Regions from separate parts of the Mus musculus genome. Here region 1 is linked to region 2. The links are chromatin contacts, called in public promoter capture Hi-C maps. All regions are on one chromosome and are shown on one strand. The core of a region is the stretch at or near the end of the contact, and the rest is flanking DNA. Distances in the headings are between cores, read along the strand shown. Region 1 overlaps Ccdc102a (coiled-coil domain containing 102A). Region 2 overlaps Pllp (plasma membrane proteolipid).

What was found. Capture Hi-C pulls out chosen DNA fragments and counts their contacts.
Region 1: a contact with region 2 is called in a promoter capture Hi-C map of pancreatic islet. The contact joins two enhancer-like sites. A contact is called at or near these places in 2 of 115 datasets of contacts at active chromatin or transcription factors (bone marrow-derived macrophages and large pre-B cells) and 3 of 9 other capture datasets (adipose tissue, liver and pancreatic islet).

What each region holds. Positions count from the first base shown.
Region 1 is chr8:94,897,981-94,903,300 of GRCm38.p6, reverse strand. Ccdc102a (coiled-coil domain containing 102A) reads left to right here. Exons shown (of 9, transcript NM_001033533.3): 9 at 1-432. The coding sequence ends at 39. Among named protein-coding and RNA genes, the nearest start is that of Ccdc102a, 17 kb to the left of the region's middle. Within about 2 kb of position 3,835, at least 58 of the 459 cell types and tissues checked have an H3K27ac peak or open chromatin away from gene starts, as enhancers often do. A contact at or near this core is called in pancreatic islet, where this site is marked.
Region 2 is chr8:94,675,469-94,681,424 of GRCm38.p6, reverse strand. It overlaps Pllp (plasma membrane proteolipid), which reads left to right. Exons shown (of 4, transcript NM_026385.4): 2 at 1,907-2,080; 3 at 4,077-4,199; 4 at 5,146-5,956. The coding sequence ends at 5,262. Among named protein-coding and RNA genes, the nearest start is that of Arl2bp, 12 kb to the right of the region's middle. Within about 2 kb of position 2,639, at least 105 of the 459 cell types and tissues checked have an H3K27ac peak or open chromatin away from gene starts, as enhancers often do. A contact at or near this core is called in pancreatic islet, where this site is marked.

The DNA of each region.
Region 1 (5,320 bases), core at 2,586-5,085, 220 kb before region 2:
CTGGATGAGGATGAGGACCTGCAAATCCAGGTGGCCTAGGACATCCAGGGTGGAAGAGGACCGACCCCAAAGCACAGATGCCCAGCGGAGCATCCTCTCAAACCCTGACAGCCATCTTTCGCTGTCTGTACGCACTTGGGTTCCACCCCCCTGCTTCAAACCACTTCCTTCTCTCCCAGGAAAGCGGGAGTTTCACCTATCACACCCCTGTGAAGGGGGAGCCTGTTGGATATGTATATTGTATATATGCCCAGGGTTGCTTGGACCCAACTGACAGCCCAGCACCCAGATCTTAAGACCCCACCTGCACAAGACTTCGTGCAGAGATGGAACATGGTGAGGGAGGCTTGGTGGTCTGGAAGGGGCTATTCATAGTAAGATACCATGAACATGAACTCAGACTTTTGTAATAAATGGACTTGAAGCTCTCAAGGCAGAGTTCTGAAAGTGTAGGAGACTGGGGAAGGAGGCAGGGGTGGGGGTGGGGTGGGGGTGAGCATCATCCTGCACCTAACATTGAACCAGAGTCCAAGATGGTTGAGGGAATGACTGAGTACCAGTTCAGCTGAGGGGTCTGGTGTCCAGTCTGTCCGGAAACAAGGAAATGTGGTACCCTTCTTATCTGGATAGGAAGAGACTTCAGTCCGTAGGTTCAAATCTCTGCTCTACCTTTGACTGACTGTGCAACCGCAGGGACATCCCTCACCTTCTCTGAGCCTCAGGTTTCCCATCTGGAAGTTAGTGTTCTGTAGCTCACTGGGTAAAAACACTTGGAATGCAAGCCCGACAACCTGGGTTTGATCCTCAGAGCCCGAGTTAAGGTGGACCGAGAGAATGAACTCCGTGTAAAGGCCTCTGTCCTCCACAGGTGCACACACACTAGTAATAATAATAATCATCGATTTTGTAAATGCAAAACTTTGTTACTCTCCCTGGAGGCCTACCATGGGCAGGAGGATTTGCCAGCAGGGTGGGGAGCTGATTGCAGCAGGATTAGGAACCTGGTGGAAATTCACTCACAGGAGATGTGAAATTCTCTTCTTTGGTTGTTTATTTGAGATAGGGTCTTTTGTAGCGCTGGGCTAGCCTGAACCTGAATGGCAGACTGGCCTTGAACTCAGTCCTCCTCCCTCGGTCTCCAAGTAACAGGATTACAGGCATGCCCCACCACAGCCAGGCTGTACTTACAGTTTGGACATCTAATTTCCCAAACCTAATTAGCAGATTTATATAGAATTTGAAGGAGATGGGCGACTGGAGACACAGCAGCAGACACTTAAATTTATTAAAGTTAGCCAGGCAGTGGTGGCGCATGCCTTTAATCCCAGTACTCTGGAGGCAGAGGCAGGCAGATCTCTTGAGTTCATGGGCCAGCCTGCTCTACAGGGCAGCCAGGGTTATACAGAAAACCCTGTCTTGAATCCACCTCCACTACTCACCCCCAATTTTGTTTTGTTTTTCTAAAGTCAAGGGGAATTCAGGAATCTTGCTCTCCTGATAGGCTCTGGAGATGTGAGGATTGCTCCAACAGGCAGGTGGTAGCTTCCTGTATTGGGGGGCGGGGAGGGGGGTTGTCAAAGAAGCTCAGGCCATGCACAAAGAGAAGTTAAACTGAGTTCAGGAAAGGGTTCACTGTTCGGAATGGAGAGCTGCCATAAAGACTTTATCTCTGTGTCATCTGGTTAGGAAGGTCCCTGGAGGCTACACTGTGTCATCTGGTTAGGAAGGTGCCTTGAGCCCTGGGGACTAAGGTGCTAAGGGGCCCAGCAGGGAGCCAGAGCCCAGCTTCATCCTCAGGCTTAGCTGATGGTGTTGGTGGGGTGTCAGAGGCTCCAGGCCCCTCCTGGGCTCGCAGGTGAAGGAGGAAAGGAAAAAAAGAGGCCGTCCCCACCCCCACCCTGTGCCGGAAATCAGTCCTCAGGAGGCAGCCCAGCAGGAAAGGACCCTCTCCTGCCAGGGAGGTTTCTTCTTCCTCTCTCAAACAGGAAATAGGCCAAGAAAAGACTGAGAGTGCTGCCCTTTGACCCCCCAGGAGCTAGAAGCCAGGCCCTCACTGACAGCTGCCATTCCCAGACACAGAGCAGAGCCTGGCTCCCCCAGACTCCCTGGCACCTCCAGAGAGATAGTGTGGAGCAGGGGCCTCCTCACGGTGTCTATATCTCTCCACCAGGCTGCTCTCGGAGAAGTGTTGGTGCACAGAGGATCTGGTCTGGGAAAGGGAAGCCTCCGGAGCAAGGCTTGGGGAATGGTGGGATGGGGGTGGTGGGGGTGGGGGCTGGGCGCTGCTCACGGCCTTTCATGGGTCACTGCTACTTAAAGTGAAAGTCATCCAGGGGTCATGGCGCACCGAAGCATTAGCCTTGGCTCACATGGTGCCTTAAGGAAAATCTTTAATGTGCTGCTAATATTAGTCATGGGAAGTCTGCCCATCCAAATGTGGGTTTCCCTCTCCTGAGCCGTCAGCACCTTTGACCACACCGTCCCCTGCTCCCATGTGGCTACTACAGCTGCTCTCAGGAGGTAAGAGGCGTTTCTGTGCCTCAGACCCCACCAGCTCCTGCAGCCTTATCTCTTAGGGAGGCCATTTGAGGGCAGGGTACCTATTGAACATTACAAGGGGGGAGCCAGAAGGCAGCCAGTGTGAGGTGCAGCCATGCCAAGAACACTTGTCACTTAGGTTGCTGGAAGGGTGACGGCCAAAAGTTTTACAGGCAGCTTTCCCCAGGCTTCTCTACCAGCCAGTGAGACAGGTATACCACTATCCCTGTCCCATTTATGCTGGAATCCAGGGGCTCAGGGGGAGCAACCGCAACCACACAGCTGAGTAGCCACGGTCTCATCCTGATTTGGGCAGTCTCAGTGCAGAGTCTGCCCAGGCTACCCATCAGGATAAGGAGCCTGCGGTCTTACCTAGTTCTTGCCAGGCTGAATCCCCAACACCACCCAGAATTACTGTCCCCCAACAGCCCTTCACAGCCTCAGTCTCCCTGTTTCTCTCTTAGTGCGAATGGTGGTTTTGTCTGGTACCCTCACCGCACCCCACCAACCACAGTGTCCTGGGATGATGGGAGGAAGGAAGGACATAGGGATAAGAAATGAAGGATAAACTGAGTGTAGGGTTGCAAGCATTTATTCCTAGAGGGAGGCAGACCTATGAGTTCAAAGCAAGCCTGCTTGACACAGCGAATTCCAGGATAGCCAGAGCTACATAGTGAGACCCTATCTTGAAAAATGTAGTGGTGGAGGTGGGGTGGGGTGGGGGAGAATGGGGGACTAAGTAATAGAAAGCTGAAGCCAGAATCTGGCCCACCACGGCTACTTGGTTTTTGTTTTTGTTTTGTTTTGTTTTGTTGGAGGGGGGCGGTATCTGCTGGAGAGAACAGGCAGCCCAGGGACTCTGTGCAGCAGCTACCCAGACCCTCAACACCCCTCATCCAAGGCCTTGGCATTCTTAGACAGGCTGAGCTTGCATCCTAGGTCTGGTTCATCCATCTGCATTGTGTGTGGAACCCCAGAGTCTGCCCTTGCTCTTCAGCTAAAACTTTATTAGGCATTCTCACTGGAATACCCCCAGATTTGCATGACATATGTATGGCCCATCCCATACTTCCACTGGCTATGTGTCTTCTCGCAGTTTCTCTGTACAAAGGGGAACACACCCATGGGCTGGCCAAGCCTACCTCTTATGAGACCACTGCCCTCGTTCTTTCCGCCTTCCTCCACTGTTCTGCACAGCCATCCAAGAGCCTAGTGCCTAGCCTACCTGGGAGGCTGACAGACAGCCATTCCAGCCAATCGTTCTGAAGCACGGGGTGGAGCCTGGAGGCAGAGGTAGAGGTAGCGCCCAGGAGCCAGCTGCAGCTCAGCCGGCCGCTCCCACCGCTCTCCCCGCCACCATCAGCAGAAGACTGCGACCTTATCTACTAATTGCAGGGTTGTGAGATGCCAGCTGCCTCCCTGGCCCCAGGGAGGTGCCTCTCAAGGGAGCAGGGGCTCCCTGGAAAGGCCTTCCAGCCCTCCTCCAGTCCAGAACCACCGCTGCACTTGGTGATCTCCGTGGTGTAAACAGAGCTGCTGGTTCACAGGGACAGGGCTCCCTCCCCACCCAAGAATTAATTAGCCATGGCTGTCCACCGCTGCATCCACACACCCGGGAACCAGCTCTCACCTTGAGCACGGCTTCTAAGTGTTCTTAGTACCCTGACACTTAGTCTAGACAGCCCTCCTGCTAGGCGTCCCTCTTTCTCCCTCCCCTGCTGACTTCCCAAAGACCATCTCTGAATTAGCCTTGTAGCCAGAGTAACCTTGACGCAGGTCAGCCTGGATGCTGGATTCCAGACTGAACCACAAGGGCTTGGGAACTATCTATCCTTAGCTGGACTGGACTTCAATCTCCGAGGGGGTCCTGACTGCAGGACTCCTGGGTCAGCCCCAGCAGAGGAGAGGGAGGCTTTGCAATCACGCTCCTTCCCACCTGTGCTGTTGAATCTTAACCTTCACAAGCGCCTGGAAGGAGGGTACGATGGGAAAACTGAGACCGTGAGGGGAGGGGCCAGCCAGTGAGTGACAGGTCAGGACTAGGATCCAGGAGATTCTGAGGCCTGATTCTGAGTAGTTGTTGTTGGTTAACTTCTTCCTGAAGGGTGGCAAGGGTGAGGAGGGGAGGGGGACTGAGCTAAGGATGCCACCACAGCCACCAACCAGGCTTTGGGTATGCTGCAGAGTCCTTTCTCATCCCAAGCCTGACTCCACCCTCTCACTTAGAAACTTTGAGTTAGGAACTTCATCATCTAGAAGCTGAGGTCTAGCATGGTTATCCCTAACCCTGTGGCTCCATCCTGAGAATCACAGATCCTTCCAATAGCTCCTGATCCTTGGTTTCTCCTCCTACATTCAATTAACTCAAGGGGTTGAGCTCAGTGGTAGAGCACTTGCTTGGCTTGTGCAAGGCCCTGGGTTCCACCCTCAGCACCACAAAGAAGGGAGAGACTGTCTTAGTCAGGGGGAGCTAGGGATGGGGGTTCACACCTGTACGGCTGTGCTGAACGAAACACCATGACCAAAGCAAGTTGGGAAGGAAAGAGTCGATTTGGCTTCCACTTCCACATCACTGAAGGAAGTCAGGATAGGAACTCAAGCAGGGCAAGAACTTGGAGGCAGAAGATGATGCAGAGGCCATGGAGGAGTGATGCTTACTGGCTTGCTTCCCATGGCTTGTTCAGCTTGCTTTCTTATAGAACCCAGGACCACCAGCCCTGGGATGTCCCAACCCACAATGGACTGGGCCCTCCGACATTGGTCACTAATTAAGAAAATGCCT
Region 2 (5,956 bases), core at 1,390-3,889:
CTAAGATCTGACTGAAAGTGGTCTCACCCTTGGACTGGGGCTACCGGCTTCCATGCTATGCAGGCAGAGGGTGGAACAGTCCTTCTGGTTCTAGCAATGGAGGCTTTCTCCAGAGCCACAGTAGACTTCTACACCCATGGTGGCTGGTAGAGTTCCAGATGAGAGGAGAGTGGGTATCCCCCAACCTAGACAGAGATCCTTGGCCAGCAAAGAAGAGGCTGGGGAGGCCCAGGACAGTCACGGGGTTGTACTATCCCTGGGTCTTCCCCAGGGTCTTTGGGCTATGCTCCTACAAGAAGTCTATGGGTAGAACCATCTGAGTTTGGTGCTTTGTGGCAGGACTCGAGGGGGGAGAAATTTACATAAGGCTGACCGTCACTCTCAAGTATAAAACTGAGCTTTGAGTAGCTGTCTCAGGTGGGTGTGGTCCCTGCACTGTTACGAATGAGGTAAGGAAGCACTGCGCAGTTGTGCAGGTGGAAGAGGAACGGGTTTTAAACAAAGCCCATGCTTTTAGGTTCTACACACTCAGTCGGGGATGTGGGGGTACCTGGCTACTCTACCCACCAAGCTTCCTGGCGTGGCTTACCATCCCACTGGCTCTTCTCTTCCACTCTGGGTTCTGGAGGGAGGGGCCGCCTCAAGTTGTCAGGCTTTCCAGCTTAGGCAATAAGTCCTGTTACCTGCTGAGCCATCTTGAAACGCTCCCCTTTCTGTCTATCTATCTATTTATTTATCTATTAAGGATTTACTTATTTTACATATGAGTACACTGTTGCTATCTTCAGACGCACCAGAAGAGGGCACCAGATCCCCATTACAGATGGTTGTGAGCCACCATGTGGTTGCTGGGAATTGAACTCAGGGTCTCTGGAAGAGCAGCCAGTCTTAACCACTGAGCCATCTCTCCACTACTCCCCCCACCCCTTTTTTTGAGACAGAGTTTTGTTTTGAAACAGGGGCTCATGTGGGCAAGACTGGCCTATGACTCATGTTTGCCTTGAACTCATTCGTAAGTCTCTTTTTTCCTCCAGTGTTGGGATTACAAGTATTAGCCTCCCTGACTGGCTTCTAGCATTTTTTTTTTTTCTGCACCTGTGGCAAAGTCAAGCCCCTGGAATGCTGTGGGCAGTTCTGGTATGAGGAGCATATACTCTATGAGAGAGATACCGTTCCTACCTTGGGTGGTACTATCTGGGGACCTGGGTGTCTCAGTTAGGGTTTTATTGCTGTGAACAGACACCATGACCAAGGCAAGTCTTATAAAGGACAACATTTAATTGGGGCTGACATACAGGTTCAAAGGTTCAGTCCAGTATCGTCAAGGCAAGAACGGAGGCGAATCCAGTCAGGCATGGTGCAGGAGGAGCGGAGAGTTCATCTTCATCTGAAGGCTGCTAGCAGATGACTGACTTCAAGGCAGCTAGAATGTGAGACTTATAACCTACACCCACAATGACACCCTACCCAGCAGGGCCATACCTTCTAATCCTGTCACTCCTTGGGCCCAGCATATACAAACCGTCACACCGGGGAAGAGCCTTTTGTCACACAGCATGATGGGAATTGAAAGGGGGAAGAGTGGCCAGACAAGATGCCCAGCACAGATGTAAACAACAGGAGTCAAGATTTCTTTGAAGAAGCTGTTTTTAATTGTACGTGCGTGTGACCATGTTCCATGCCACAGTGAACACAGAAAGGCTGGAGGACAACCGCTGGTCGTCACTTTTCTCCTTACACCTGAGTTCCAGAATTGAATTCCGGTTGTCAGGCTTGTGACAAACATTTTACCCTCTTAGCCATCTTGCCAGCCTAAACTTTTTGAGTTAACAAGAAAGGGGGCCAAGGCCCGAGCCTCCGGCTGGAGCTGTTCAGCTCTGAGAAACTCCCCCTTATTTTTCCACAGGCACTGGGGCTGCTGGTGTGGGCCCTGATTGCTGACACCCCATACCATCTGTATCCTGCCTATGGCTGGGTCATGTTTGTCGCTGTCTTCCTCTGGCTGGTGACAATCGTCTTCTTCATCATCTACCTGTTTCAACTGCACATGAAGTTGTACATGGTGCCCTGGCCGTTGGTGGTGAGTTTGGGGCAGGGACTGTGCGGCTCCAGGCTGAGTCCTCTCGTCTGTGAATGGCTAGGACGGGACCTCTTGACCTTCCATAAATGTGAAATGGAGGGCAGGTGGGTGGGTGTGATGCCATCCTCCTGCCTCTTAGCTACATGAGGAGCTGGGGTGGGAAGGTATGTTAATGACGGAAGTGGAGTGTTTGACTTGGTGCTTGGAAGAGACCAGCATCGAGAGGCTATTGACTGACTCTGCAGATATCCTTGGGAATCTTGGGATATTGTTCTTTCTTGAGGGGGATCAGAATTTTGAGCTCGGAGGTCTGGGTTTGTCAGTGCCAGCTGCCTCCATTCTCTCCAGGCCCTGGCTCTCTGGAGAGAATGGGTGCCCCAGGTTTGTCTCAGGCCAGGCTCCTCTGGCTGGGTTTTTTTTTTTTTTTTTCTGGAACCCAGAAAACCCATGCAGCTGGGTCTGAGCCTTTTAGTGAGCACAGAGGCGCATGATTGTAAGGCAGGCGAGGCTGGAACTAGGCAGCGATTGTTTACAATTCAATGCTTGTTTAGCGAGAGGAAACGTGAGTCATGCCGAGACAGAATGGGTTTGTTAGATCCTGGTCTCGCTAGCCAGAGCCGGGCAGGGTGTGCAGTGGTCACTGTACTTGGGGACAAGATTTGGGATTGAGGTGGCGGTGGCTGGACTCCTGGCTAAAGGTCTAGCCCCCTTCTGAATATCCCAAGCCCCTAAAGAAGAATTCCACAAGGCTGGAGACCTCTGTCTCTGAGGCAAGGCTGGCAGCACAGCACAGCGCCAGTGAAGGAGGTCAGCTGGGGGCTGTGTCTGGTGCTGCTGGGCTGAGCTGGGAGAGGAACTGGGTGATGACCCTTCTCAACTCTGGGGACATGTTTAATATAAAGGGTCAGGTAAGATGGACTAGTGAACTGGGCCAGGAAGGTTCTAGAAACCTAACAAGTACCTGGCCCTGAGAAGCTGCCTCTGCCCGGCTTCAACCTTGAGAGGATGTGGCCCACTGGTGCCAAGCCTTGAGGTATTTTGTTTGTTGTACTGATGGCGCTAGGGATCAAATCCAGGACCTCATGAATGCAGAGCTTTACACTGAGATACATGCCCAGCCCTGAGGTAGCTGTTTGCTTTGTTTTTTTGATACAGTTTTGATGTGTAGGCCCGACTGACCTGGAATCCATGGTCTTCCTGTCTTTGTGTCTGACATGCTGGCTCCTGTAAGCTACTCTGCCCAGCTTTGAGGGTGTTTTGTTTTGTTTTATTTTGAGCTAGGTTTTCTCAGTAGCCCTGGCTGACCTGGAACTCACTAGTCTAGGCTGGCCTTAAACTCAGAGATCGGCCTGCCTCTACCTCCTGTGTGCTGCGATCAAAGGTGTGAGCTACAACTACTTATCTTAATTGATATTTTGATATAGCATCTCACTATATGCACCAAGTTGGCCTCTGCCTCTTGAGATGCTGGGATTACAGGTGTGTACCACTATGTCCAGAAATCTTGAACATGTTTAATATGAAATTTTCAAGTTTTCACATGAAATCTAATTTTAAATGTTGGCAATTAAAAATGTATAGCACAATAAATGGCTGGAGACCGGTTTGAGGACAAGAGGCATCCACTGGGGGTATGGAACAGGCCCCGCTGCCAGCTGAAGGCTCACATCCAGTCTTCTTGGTGCTTTGTAGAGATTCCCTAGGACCCTGGCCCTGTTATTTGCCCTTGAGTTTAGGATAGTATAAGGGAGTCATAGATTTCTCCCACTGGTGGGCAGAGGGATGTGAGGGCCAGGCACATGGCCAAGTGCTGATGTGGTCATAGGAAGAACATGGGCATGGCGTGTGCCACACAAGAGATGGCATTTCTTTAGCTGGTTAGAGGCAAGTGGCTCGTTGTGGTGGCACCGTCCCAACACTTCAGGCCTTCCCGTCAGGGCTTCAAGGTGGTGATGTTCTTTGTGGATGCTTATGCCTCTCGCCCTTCCCCCTACAGTTACTGATCTTTTTTGTCGCTGCCACGGTTCTCTACATTACTGCCTTTATCGCCTGTGCAGCGGCGGTCGATCTGACATCCCTGAGGGGCTCCCGGCCATATAACCAGCGCTCAGCTGCCTCTGTAAGTATGTCCCAGGCTCCAGCCTTCTGCAGGGTATCCAGCCCAGGCCTTTGTGAACTCACAGGCTCCTGTCTGAGTTGTCACTGGCTGGATGCTCAGTGGGCCTCCTTCCTTAGTGAACAGCAGAACTCAAGGGGACCTGAATGCATGGGATCCACTGTGGACACTGTCACATTGTCACCTCAGGCTGGCTGTCATCACTAGACATTCCGTCTACATTTCTTTTTTTACTAGTATTCTCTTATAAAAATTCCAAACTTGGACTGTGTCAGACGGCCATTCACACTACCCAGTTCACGTCTAAAGGCAGAGACTATGGGTTCTTTTTTAGAGAAGGAAACTGGAGTTGTGGTCATGTCCAGGACAGGACAGCCAATGCGTGGTGTCTTCCATCTTCCTGGTGAGAGTGGTTTAAAATTAGTGAACTCCATCTTGGGAACGGAGACTCAAGCCTCTGAAAGCACACGCCACATACAGGGTACAAAACTGATTCAGAAAACTCCTGGGAGCCTGGAGTATTATTACTGGTTGTTTTTGTTTTCAGTTCTGGGCCTGGAACCACAGGTCCTTGGGAGGCTGGGCAACAGCTTTACCTGAGCCACATCCCTAGCCCTGAATGTTACTTGTGGACACTAGGTCCCTTATGTATATAAAGTTACCCCACTGTCACTCCAGAGTGCTGTGCCTGGCACCATCTGACATGTCTGGCCTGTGTAGTTCTTGCCCCTGACCCTTAGAACATAATGCCAGATGTGTGGTATGGGTGGGTGGGCATAAGGGGTGTGGCTGCCAGAACAAGTGGCTCTGATTAACCCAAGGGGCTGCTGCTCAAGCTTCCATCCCCAAGTCCCTCTGAGGAGACCCACTTGGTCTGGTGTCACTGTCCCCATGTGGTTTCCTGGCTCTCTCTGACTGACCCCCTTGGCCTCTTTTTCTCCCCTGCCAGTTCTTTGCTTGTCTGGTGATGATTGCCTACGGAGTGAGCGCTTTCTTCAGCTTCCAGGCCTGGCGAGGAGTGGGTAGCAACGCGGCCACGAGTCAGATGGCTGGGGGCTACTCCTAAGCCAGCTATGCTGTGGCCTGAGCCATGGCTGGGTCTTAGCACAGGGTCACCCCCTAAGCTTACTGGACTCAAACTCTCCAGCACTCCTGAGGAACTGGCCTACACTGGCACAGATGGAACTGGCCAAGAGCCAGGGGTGGGGACATCCTCCCCACCTCCCTTATTCAGCAGAAGGTGATGGGGTTTGGGGAGCTCTGCCTTGTCATCAGAGAACTTCAGTAGCCCAGGCTGGGCCACCCTGTTCACCAGCACTAAATGCACTAACAGACCCTCAGCCTCTGACCTGCCTCAGTATAACCCTAACAAAAGACAGATTATCTTTGTCCCCAAGCCAAGTAAGCCCCGGGCTCTTCTGGTCCCACCGTCCCCTCCCCTGCCCCATGCCAACCTGTCACCTGTAGAGAGACTTTTATAGGAAGAGTTGGGATTTCTGGGACTGGACGATTTCTGATAACTGTTGGTTACAACAGTTTCCGATGGCAGCAAGCTCGCTAGGTCCCCTCCCTCATGTGGAACTCTCCCCTTTGGGAGAGCTAGCACCCGTGCAAGGGTTCTCCCCGCCCCCCCCGCCCCAGGCTGCTGATTAGGCACAGGGGACTTCCAAGGAGGGACAGAAGGAAGCAGGGCCTTGCCTGGTGAGCTGTCATGGGGTTAATGGTGACTCTTGTTTGGAATTATTATTTTTTACAATTTA